Regions from separate parts of the Triticum aestivum genome. Here region 1 is linked to region 2. The links are chromatin contacts, called in public Hi-C maps. All regions are on one chromosome and are shown on one strand. Each heading gives the region's core, a stretch centred on a gene start, on an enhancer-like site or on the middle of the called end of the contact. The rest is flanking DNA. Distances are from core to core; before and after follow the strand shown. Region 1 holds the start of LOC123059857 (eukaryotic translation initiation factor 3 subunit A). Region 2 holds the start of LOC123057563 (GDSL esterase/lipase ACHE).

What was found. A called contact is a pair of places that touch in the nucleus more often than the background predicts.
Region 1: a Hi-C map of leaf shows a contact between it and region 2, with 2.6 times the contacts expected there. The contact joins the promoter of LOC123059857 here to the promoter of LOC123057563 in region 2. A contact is called at or near these places in 2 of 5 Hi-C or Micro-C datasets (both in leaf) and 1 of 1 datasets of contacts at active chromatin or transcription factors (leaf).

The regions. Positions count from the first base shown.
Region 1 is chr3A:13,805,450-13,809,834 of IWGSC CS RefSeq v2.1, reverse strand. It overlaps LOC123059857 (eukaryotic translation initiation factor 3 subunit A), which reads left to right and starts at 2,680. Exons shown (of 14, transcript XM_044482384.1): 1 at 2,680-2,858; 2 at 3,080-3,160; 3 at 3,956-4,385. The coding sequence starts at 3,115.
Region 2 is chr3A:13,587,680-13,592,205 of IWGSC CS RefSeq v2.1, reverse strand. LOC123057563 (GDSL esterase/lipase ACHE) reads left to right here and starts at 1,871. Exons shown (of 2, transcript XM_044480508.1): 1 at 1,871-2,140; 2 at 2,225-3,314. The coding sequence starts at 1,900. The coding sequence ends at 3,150.

The sequences.
Region 1 (4,385 bases), core at 1,431-3,930, 220 kb before region 2:
ATCTACATAGCCATAATGCATTTGTCGATTTTAGCAAGGTTCTAGTATTTTTTCGTTCTTTTTGTGTTTTTTCTACCGGTCTTGATACATTTTTTGTTCTTATTTTTATTTCTCTTTTCCTGTTTCTTATTTTTCCGTGTTTTTCTTTTCATATTTTAAATCGTGAACATTTGGAAAATATATTTTTAAAATTCTTAATTATTTTTCCAAAATCATCAATATTTTAAAAAGTTATGTATATTTTAAAGTTCGCAAACATTTAACATGTGTGCCATTAAATAGTTTTAAAGTCATGGATATCTTTTCAATTTTATGTTTTTTTAATTAGCAACAATCTTAAAATCTAAGAACATCTCTTGATTTGATGAACATTTTGAATAAAATGATAGATGATTTTTTTCCGAGTTACAAGGGGAATGAGGGGTGCAAAAAGCTAAGCGAGCGAGCGGAATAGGGAACCACGCTATGCAAGAGTATAATGGCCTGCATGTGAGTGTTATAGCAGCAAACCACCATCGACTGACACCAGGACCGAAACGTGTAAGGACACGATAATCATGCATAGACAAATCTACTGTATTATCAGAACAAATACCATCTCCAACAACAACCCAACTCGATATACAAATGAAAAAAACACCACCAAAACATTTAAAGCGCAAGCCAACACATATAAAATCAGAACCAAGCAACCAACCAAACATGTTTTTGATCAAGTTGTTTAAACTTCATAGTATGATTTCTCAAATAAATAATTTTTGCAGGAAGATAATACTTTCCAATAAAGGTGTTTTTACATTTTTGACTAATGCTATTTGTAGGCAAATACAATAATCATTTATTAGCTCTATCTCTTATGGAGAAAGGAAATAATTTCAGTTTTGTAATATCATCATTGTCTATATCTTTATATTTTCATATCACAAAGTTCAACAAAATTATTAAGACGAGCAGCAACATCTTCATTATAATTTTCAGAAAACTGTTGTTTCATAACAAGATTTAACATAGCAGGTTTAATTCATATGACTTTGGACTAGTGGCGGGAGTAGCAATAGGAGTAATAATAAAATCATTATTATTGGTATTAGTAAAATCATAAAACTTTGTATTCTCGGTAGTAGACATGTTTTGCAGCAAGAACATGATCAGCAATTAAAGACGTTTTTGGTATTTTTTCTAAGCAAGCAAAGATACAAGCAAAGCAAAAAGATAAAAGTAACCAGGCAAGATAGATACAATAATAAAGTGTGATAATGTGAAAGACCTCTCTGTTTGTATAAGACTCTCCGTTAATGGAGCCAAAAATCTTGCTTGCTCTTCTTGTAAGAGTGTTTGGGTACCGTTAAGTGTAAGGATGAAGCAACCTAATGGTGAGTATTTTCCTCGGACGTCATGATTCGAGATGTTTGTCGAACTTTGACCGCTACGGCTACCTAGATGCCGTATTTCACCATGTCTCCTCGTCCTTTCGACACCGCGACCAAGCTGGCTAACACGTACACTGCACGTGCTCGCTGATCGCACTCTTCCCTAATCCGTCAATCGTCTGGTCAATTATCCTGGGTTCCTTGTGCTCACGTGGTTTCGGGGAGGGGTGTCCGGTTCTAATGATTTAGGTTATTTGCCGAGGGAGGAGGCAGTCGGGTTTTCTATCTACCCAACTATAATATGAAAATAAAATTTCAGTTCACCTGCTCAAGCTCAACGACTTTTATATCACCCAAAGAATGACATGTACAACGATCATCATTGTCTGTTGTTAGCGAATAGAAGCCAAATAATACGCAATACAAACATAATCACTTCCTGACAATTCACATAAAAACATCCTTCAAATAATTCGTCTATGTTCTTAGTTACATTCTTTTTTTGCCTCTTTGCGGATCATTCATAAAATATGTTGTTCATAAGTTTCTTGTATTCTTGGCTTCAATTGGTCTTTGCGCCAAAGGCGTAACGGGTCATATATCTTTTTTGGAGCCAACAATGGTTCTGAAGCATAAAAAACATAGTAATTGTGTTTTTTAGTGGAAAATCATTATTATGTTATAGACTTCATTAGGACGCACATGGGTTGCAATGGGTTTCCGGTTGAAATTGGTGTTTAAAGAAAAAGGAAAATTTGTGTTGTTGGGTAGGATAAGCATCCATTTCTGGTCCCATGGACCCATTCGAACAAACGCCGAATCATGGACGCAATCAATCTTTGCGCCAAAGGCCGAATCATCCACTTCAGTTAGTCTTTGCGCCAAAGGCGCAACATGTCATCTTATTTTTTTGAGCCAGCAATCATTCTGAACCAAACCCGAGACTAGCAGGCAAAAACAACATACTTGTGTTTTTTTAGGGGAAATCGTCATTATGATTTAAATTTCATAAGGCCGCACATTTTTTTTACGTGGGTTACAATGGGCTTCCGGGCTGAAATTCGTGCTGTTGGTCCTATAGACCCATTCGAACAAAGGCCGGATCATGGACTCAGAAAAAAACCGAACTTGGGCCCTGACTTTTGGTCAAACCTCCCCTGCTTCCAGCCAAATTACCCCGTCCCGCTGGCGACAGCACAGCCTCTGGAACGGGACAGGGAGAGCCACCACCTGATCCCAGCCGCCCGTCCCACCATCGGACGGCCGCGAAACGGGCGCCGAGAGCCGTGGCATGAACAAAATTCCTCAAACACCCCCCCGCATCTTCTTCCTCTCTCCACCTCATCACCCCGGCTCGCACCCCACGCAACCCTAATAAACCCTACCTCCTCCCCGCCGCCGCCACATCCACTCCCTCCTCCGCCTCCAGATCCTCTCCCGCGCCCCCGTCTCCGCCGCCCTCCGCCCCCGGTCTCCGGCGATCTACAGGTACCCCCGCTCTCCACCCCCGACGGCCGTCGCCGCCCCCTGCCTCCATACCTCATCAGATATAGTGTCTCCTCCGTCATTTTCGGCGATTTTTTTCCCGGGATTTCCCAATCGGACCGGCCGTTCGTCGGAGTCCGGCGTTGGATGCATGTTTCGCCGTTGATTTGCCGTGAATCCGTGAGCTAATCCGGCTTCCTCTGTTGTTTGTGGCTGGGATGCAGGAGTAGATCGCCCCCGGAGACCCCGCGCCCCGACCATGGCGACCTTCGCGAAGCCTGAGAACGCGCTCAAGAGAGCGGAGGGTGAGTCACCGGGACCTTGTCTCAGTTCGGCCGCTCAATTTTATCTGCTGTGGTTTCCGATTTCTGTTGCCGTGGTGTCTCTGTGATGCCCACAGGAACTTAGGGCGACGACGGGCTGTACTGTCTGGTCCATTTGTTAGTTCAATCAATCTCACATGGTCACGAAATGTATAACGAATCCATGAGCGGTACATTTGAAACAATTGAGTTAATTTGGATTCACCGAGTCCATATTGCATAGGCTAGATTGTGTCACAAGTACTGGATTTATATGTGCAATTTGGTTGGGTCTTCTGGCTTATTTCATAGGCTGGTTGGGCGTTTGTGCTTATGCCTACGTTCCTGACCTGCTTCTGAGAATTTCAGTGTATGATAAGTTGCTCTCTTTGTTGTGTACATTTTTATTCCCTTTTCCACTAAGACCACTTAGCTATGCAAAAGCCCAATATCTGTTGACTTGTGCTGCGTTTGACATTGTGGTTGATTATGATAATCCAGTTCCTCCAACCAGCTTTTGCCTACTTTAGTATTTGGTTAACCAACTTATCACTAGTTTCAAGGATATGTTTCCACAACTGATTATAAAATAAAGCACAACGTAACACAGTTCAGCAACCGCGAACTTGTGCCTTAAGCTTCATTTTATCTGAACTGATTAGGATGTTTCAAGGGAATTACACACTTCTCGCGCTAAAATGTAGTCACAGTGCTTCTCTTGATATGCAGATCTTGGGCAATTTTTTCATATTTTACTAAATGATTTTCACACTGTTTACCACCTTTGGTTTACTGCAGAGTTGATACATGTTGGACAAAAGCAGGCAGCGCTGCAGGCGCTGCATGATCTCATTACATCAAAGAGATACAGATCATGGCAAAAGCCTCTTGAGAAGATCATGATGAAGTATGTCGAGCTGTGTGTAGATCTAAGGAAGGGCAGATTTGCCAAAGATGGCCTTATTCAGTACAGAATTGTCTGCCAGCAAGTCAACGTGTCATCTCTGGAGGAGGTCATAAAACACTTTATGCAGCTGTCCAATGAGAAAGCTGAGGAAGCCAGGAATCAGGCACAAGCACTGGAAGATGCTCTGGATGTCGAAGATCTTGAAGCTGACAAGCGCCCGGAGGACTTGATGCTCAGTTATGTGAGCGGTGAAAAAGGCAAGGACAGATCAGACAGAGAGTTTGTCACTCCATGGTTCAAGTTTCTGTGGGAGACATACAG
Region 2 (4,526 bases), core at 622-3,121:
ACCACGCCCCGGAGATGCGTGTCGCCTCTTTGGACATGCCACAACACCACCCAGTTGTGGTAGGTCATCCCATAGAAACACTTCGAAGATGTGTCCCCTCCGTATAGACCCGATGCGGCTGTTTCCGCCCTCCAGATGCCGGCGGCGGCGCTGTTCGTCAGGGGGGCACACCCGGCGCTGCCCTCCAGATGTTTGGGCATAGCTGTTTTTGATTTTAATAAAATATATTGTTCTATATTCAAAAGAACATGACGTCACATTATTAATGTGCTCGAAAAAAATACAAACTATATATATATTCATAATCTATGAAAAAAATTACAAACTACACATATATTCATATGATACATAAAAAAGCATAAAAACATATGTAAAAAAGCATAAAAGCATATCTAAAAAAGCATAAAAACATATGTAAAAAAACACATGTAAAAAAAATAACTATGCCGACGCCATTGCCGTCGGCATAGATACGGCTGGGTTTAGGCGGGCGTCGTGCCACGGATCGATGACGTGTTGCCTATGCTGACGGCTGCCGTCGGCATATCTATGCCGCGGATCAGTGACGTGGCGTGCGGAGGTATGCCGACGGCCGCCTATCCCGACCGTCGGCATAGCTTTGACGCCGTTAGCCGCTGGTCACGGGCGGGGTCGCCGGGCCCACATGTACGCCGACGGCTGACTTATGCCGACGGCCGCTGTTGGCGTTTATTAATCTAGGTCGATGGCTGATCTGTGCCGACGGTTGCCATCGGCGTAGATAGGGGTAGCCCGACGGCCAGGATAAGCCGACGGCCAGGACTAGGCTGTCGGCATAGATCCAAGTAGGCCGACGGCAGCCGTCGATAGTTTTGGCCGTCGGCGTAGAGCCGTTTTCCGGTAGCGCCTTGCCCTTTGGCCCCGATTTGTTGAGCGAAGTTTCTCCTTGCCGTTGCATTCCTTGTCTTGGCAATGTAAGCAAGGGAGGCCGTCAGTTGAAGGGAGGAGAGATGAGAGGCAAGCAGCCGAAGCGAGGCGAAGTTTGCCGCGATGAAGTCTAGACTCCTGAATCGAAAGATCGAGCACTTTCTTCTGCAAATATATGAGTCTTTTCTGCATCATATTATGGGTATAAGAAATTATTTAGATCGCCTTTAACATTCATCATGTTTCTAAGTTTTAGGTTATGAATTTATTTTAGGGTTCAAACTTCACCAAAGTTTATGAAACTTGCATACGTTCATATTATATGCAAAGAAGCCTTCACAATTTATATTTATGAAAAAAATGATGCTTCTTTCTCTTCCTTCTTCTTTCTTGAATTCAATATTTTTCTTACATCACGCCTATTCTTTTTCTTTGTTCTGCGCAATCTCTCAGGCAGAAGTAATGACGGTTTTGGCCACATCATCGTGGAATTAAACGTCGAATACTGTACTAGAGAGCAATCACGGGTAAAGCACGCCTAGTTGCTTGTCCTAACCTGCCTGCCACGTACACACGGTGATAGTCCCGTCACTCTCTGGATATGACTCGGGTGGTGCATACTTGTCAGCAAGACGTACGCAGCTATCCTGGCTGAATCTTCTCTGCCCTTCGATCTCTTTAGGAAATAGGATCACGTCGGAGCAGCAGTCCAACACGGGTGCTGGACTCCGACGACCTGCCGGTGCCGGCGTGTATGAATTCTGACCACTCCCATCCCATTTCTTAAAAAGAAAAGGAAAAAACCGGACCAGCCCAACAGTAATGCATGTGACACTTAATATTCTGGTAGCAGGAAAATCGCTGCCGCGTCGGAGCAGAAGATCAACACGGATGCTGGACTCTGACCAGCCGGCCAGCGTGTAGTATAAATCATTTTCGCACCACCGGACGAGCGGCTGGAATTAAACGGCTTCAGCTCAACGTTGCACTACCATGGCGACCAAACTCATGCCCGCCGTGTTGCTGGTGATGCTAGAACTCTCCGCGGGGGCGGGGGCGCGCTCCGATGATTCGCCGTGTGCCTTCCCGGCGATCTTCAACCTCGGTGACTCCAACTCGGACACGGGAGCCTTCCCAGCCCTCTTCCCGGCGGTGCAGCCGCCCTACGGCCGGACCTTCTTCGGCATGCCGGCCGGGCGGCAAAGCGACGGACGCCTCACCATCGACTTCATGGGTACGTACGTCTATCCACAACATCTCAAGCGTAGCAGCTTTTTTCTGAGCAAACAACTCAAAACTATAGATTTTTCTATTGCAGCTGAAAGCCTGGGGCTACGTTACCTGAGTGCGTATCTGGATTCACTCGGGAGCAACTTCACGCAGGGAGCCAATTTCGCCAGTGCCGCCGGAACCATCAGACGGGTGAACGGGAGCTTGTGGACCTCCGGGTACAGCCCCATTTCCTTGGACGTCCAGATCTGGCAATTGCAGCAGTTCATCAACAGGAGCCAGTTCATCTACAACAACATAGGTGGAATCTACCGGGAGATCCTGCCGAACCCAGAGCACCTGGTCTCCAAGGCGCTTTACACCTTCGACATCGGCCAGAACGACCTCACCGTGGGCTACTTCGACAACATGACCACCGAGCAAGTCGCGGCCTACGTCCCCGATCTAATGGAGAGGATCTCGTCCGCGATCCAGGCCGTGTACGACCTTGGTGGGAGATACTTCTGGGTGCACAACACGGCGCCGCTCGGGTGCCTGCCGTACGCCTTGGTCTTCCGCCCGGACCTCGCCGCGGAGAAGGACGCCGCCGGCTGCTCGGTCGCGCTCAACGCCGGCGCCCGGTTCTTCAACGCGCGGCTCAAGGAGACCGTGGCGAGGCTCAGGGCGACGCTCCCCGGCGCCGCCTTCACCTACGTTGACATCTATGCCGCCAAGTACAGGCTGATAAGCCAGGCCAAGAAGCTCGGTTTCGGGGACCCCCTGCGCGTGTGCTGCGGGTACGGTGGCGGCGAGTACAACTTCGACAGGGACATCCGGTGCGGCGATAAGGTGCAGGCGAACGGCACGTCGGCGCTGGCGGGGAAGTCGTGCAAGGACCCGTCCAGGAGCGTGAGCTGGGACGGCGTGCACTTCACCGAGGCGGCCAACAAGTTCGTCTTCGATCAGATCGTGGATGGCGCGCTCTCCGACCCTCCCGTGCCTCTGCGGCGGGCCTGCCAGGGCAAACGGCAATGAGCATGACGTTCGTTAATTAGGCTGCGGATGTAGCTAGGATTTTTTTCTATGCACCCGTACTGTTGTTACAATAAAATCTGCAGTGAGTATCCGTACTCCAAATAAAATCTGCAGTGTATAAGTCATGTAAAAAAAATCTACGAATAAGGTGGAGCTTTCTTAAACCAGCGGGAACTTTTTTTTTAGGACATAAACCAGCGGGAACTTTTTCTTTAGGACATAAACCAGCGGGAACCTTTTTTTTAGGACATAAACCAGCGGGAACTTGCCACACGTGCCCATCTCGTAAAATCCTGCATTCAGGCCGAAATGGCCCACCATTAGACATCACACACAAAATGGCTTTGACCTCATGTTGGGCCAGGAAGATCTTTATTGCCAGATTTGAAATATTGAACCTTCTGAGATCCCGTCTTGTTAATTCTCTTTGAAGGCTCTACCGTTACCATATTACTACCTTCGTCCTGATTTATTGGCTCCCTTTGTAATTTGTACAAAATTTTGATCAAATATTTAACTAACAAAATTTTAATGCATGTTAACAAAAATTATACCGTTGAATTCGTATTTAAACATAGTTTTCAATAATACAAATTTTTGTGACATGCATGAACATTTTGTTAGTTAATTGATTGTCAAATTTTGACACAAAATACAATGGAAACTAATAAACCAGGACGGAGGTAGTATTTGGTAATTCGGGCAAATTAAAAGCTGAAGAATACCAAGATTGACGATGATCCAAGGAAAACCTCTTTGAATAATCACGATAAAAATTCACAAAAAACTGAGAAGAACCGCATCTGCAAAAGGTTTACCATGTTTCTTCGATTTGGAGACCGTGGTCCATTTAGCCTCCTGTTCCAGCAATATAGTTCAAATTCCTTTTGAAAATTTGAGCTACCATATAACCAAAGATATAAATGAAGATTGAATGTGGTATTTGCAATATATCCACCATTGTAGATGGATAAACCCACATCTTTTGAGGAGATAAAGAACTTGAAACACCAGTTTCTAAGGAAAGACACTTTGAAACGAATAGCATTTCCTCTGAAGCAAGATTAAGGATCAGACCAACTGAGTCAACATTGAGACAATTTTTTGGTCTAGAAAATTAAGCCACCAAAAAGAATCCCGAACGACCAACCCTGCTCGAGCACAAATTGTCTTCAAAATCCAACCAAACCTGAAAGTTGAGGTCTGGAAGTGCCATGATCGGAAACCCGAAAAGAAATGGGACGGTGTGGTGGTTATGTTTAGCGGGTGTCCACCACATGGAGAGGGGTGGCTGACGCGGCCGGCGTGGCCAGCGCTAGGGGGGCAGTGGTCGCCACCGGCGAGGGGCTGACTACACGGAGGGGCTGGCGTGGGGC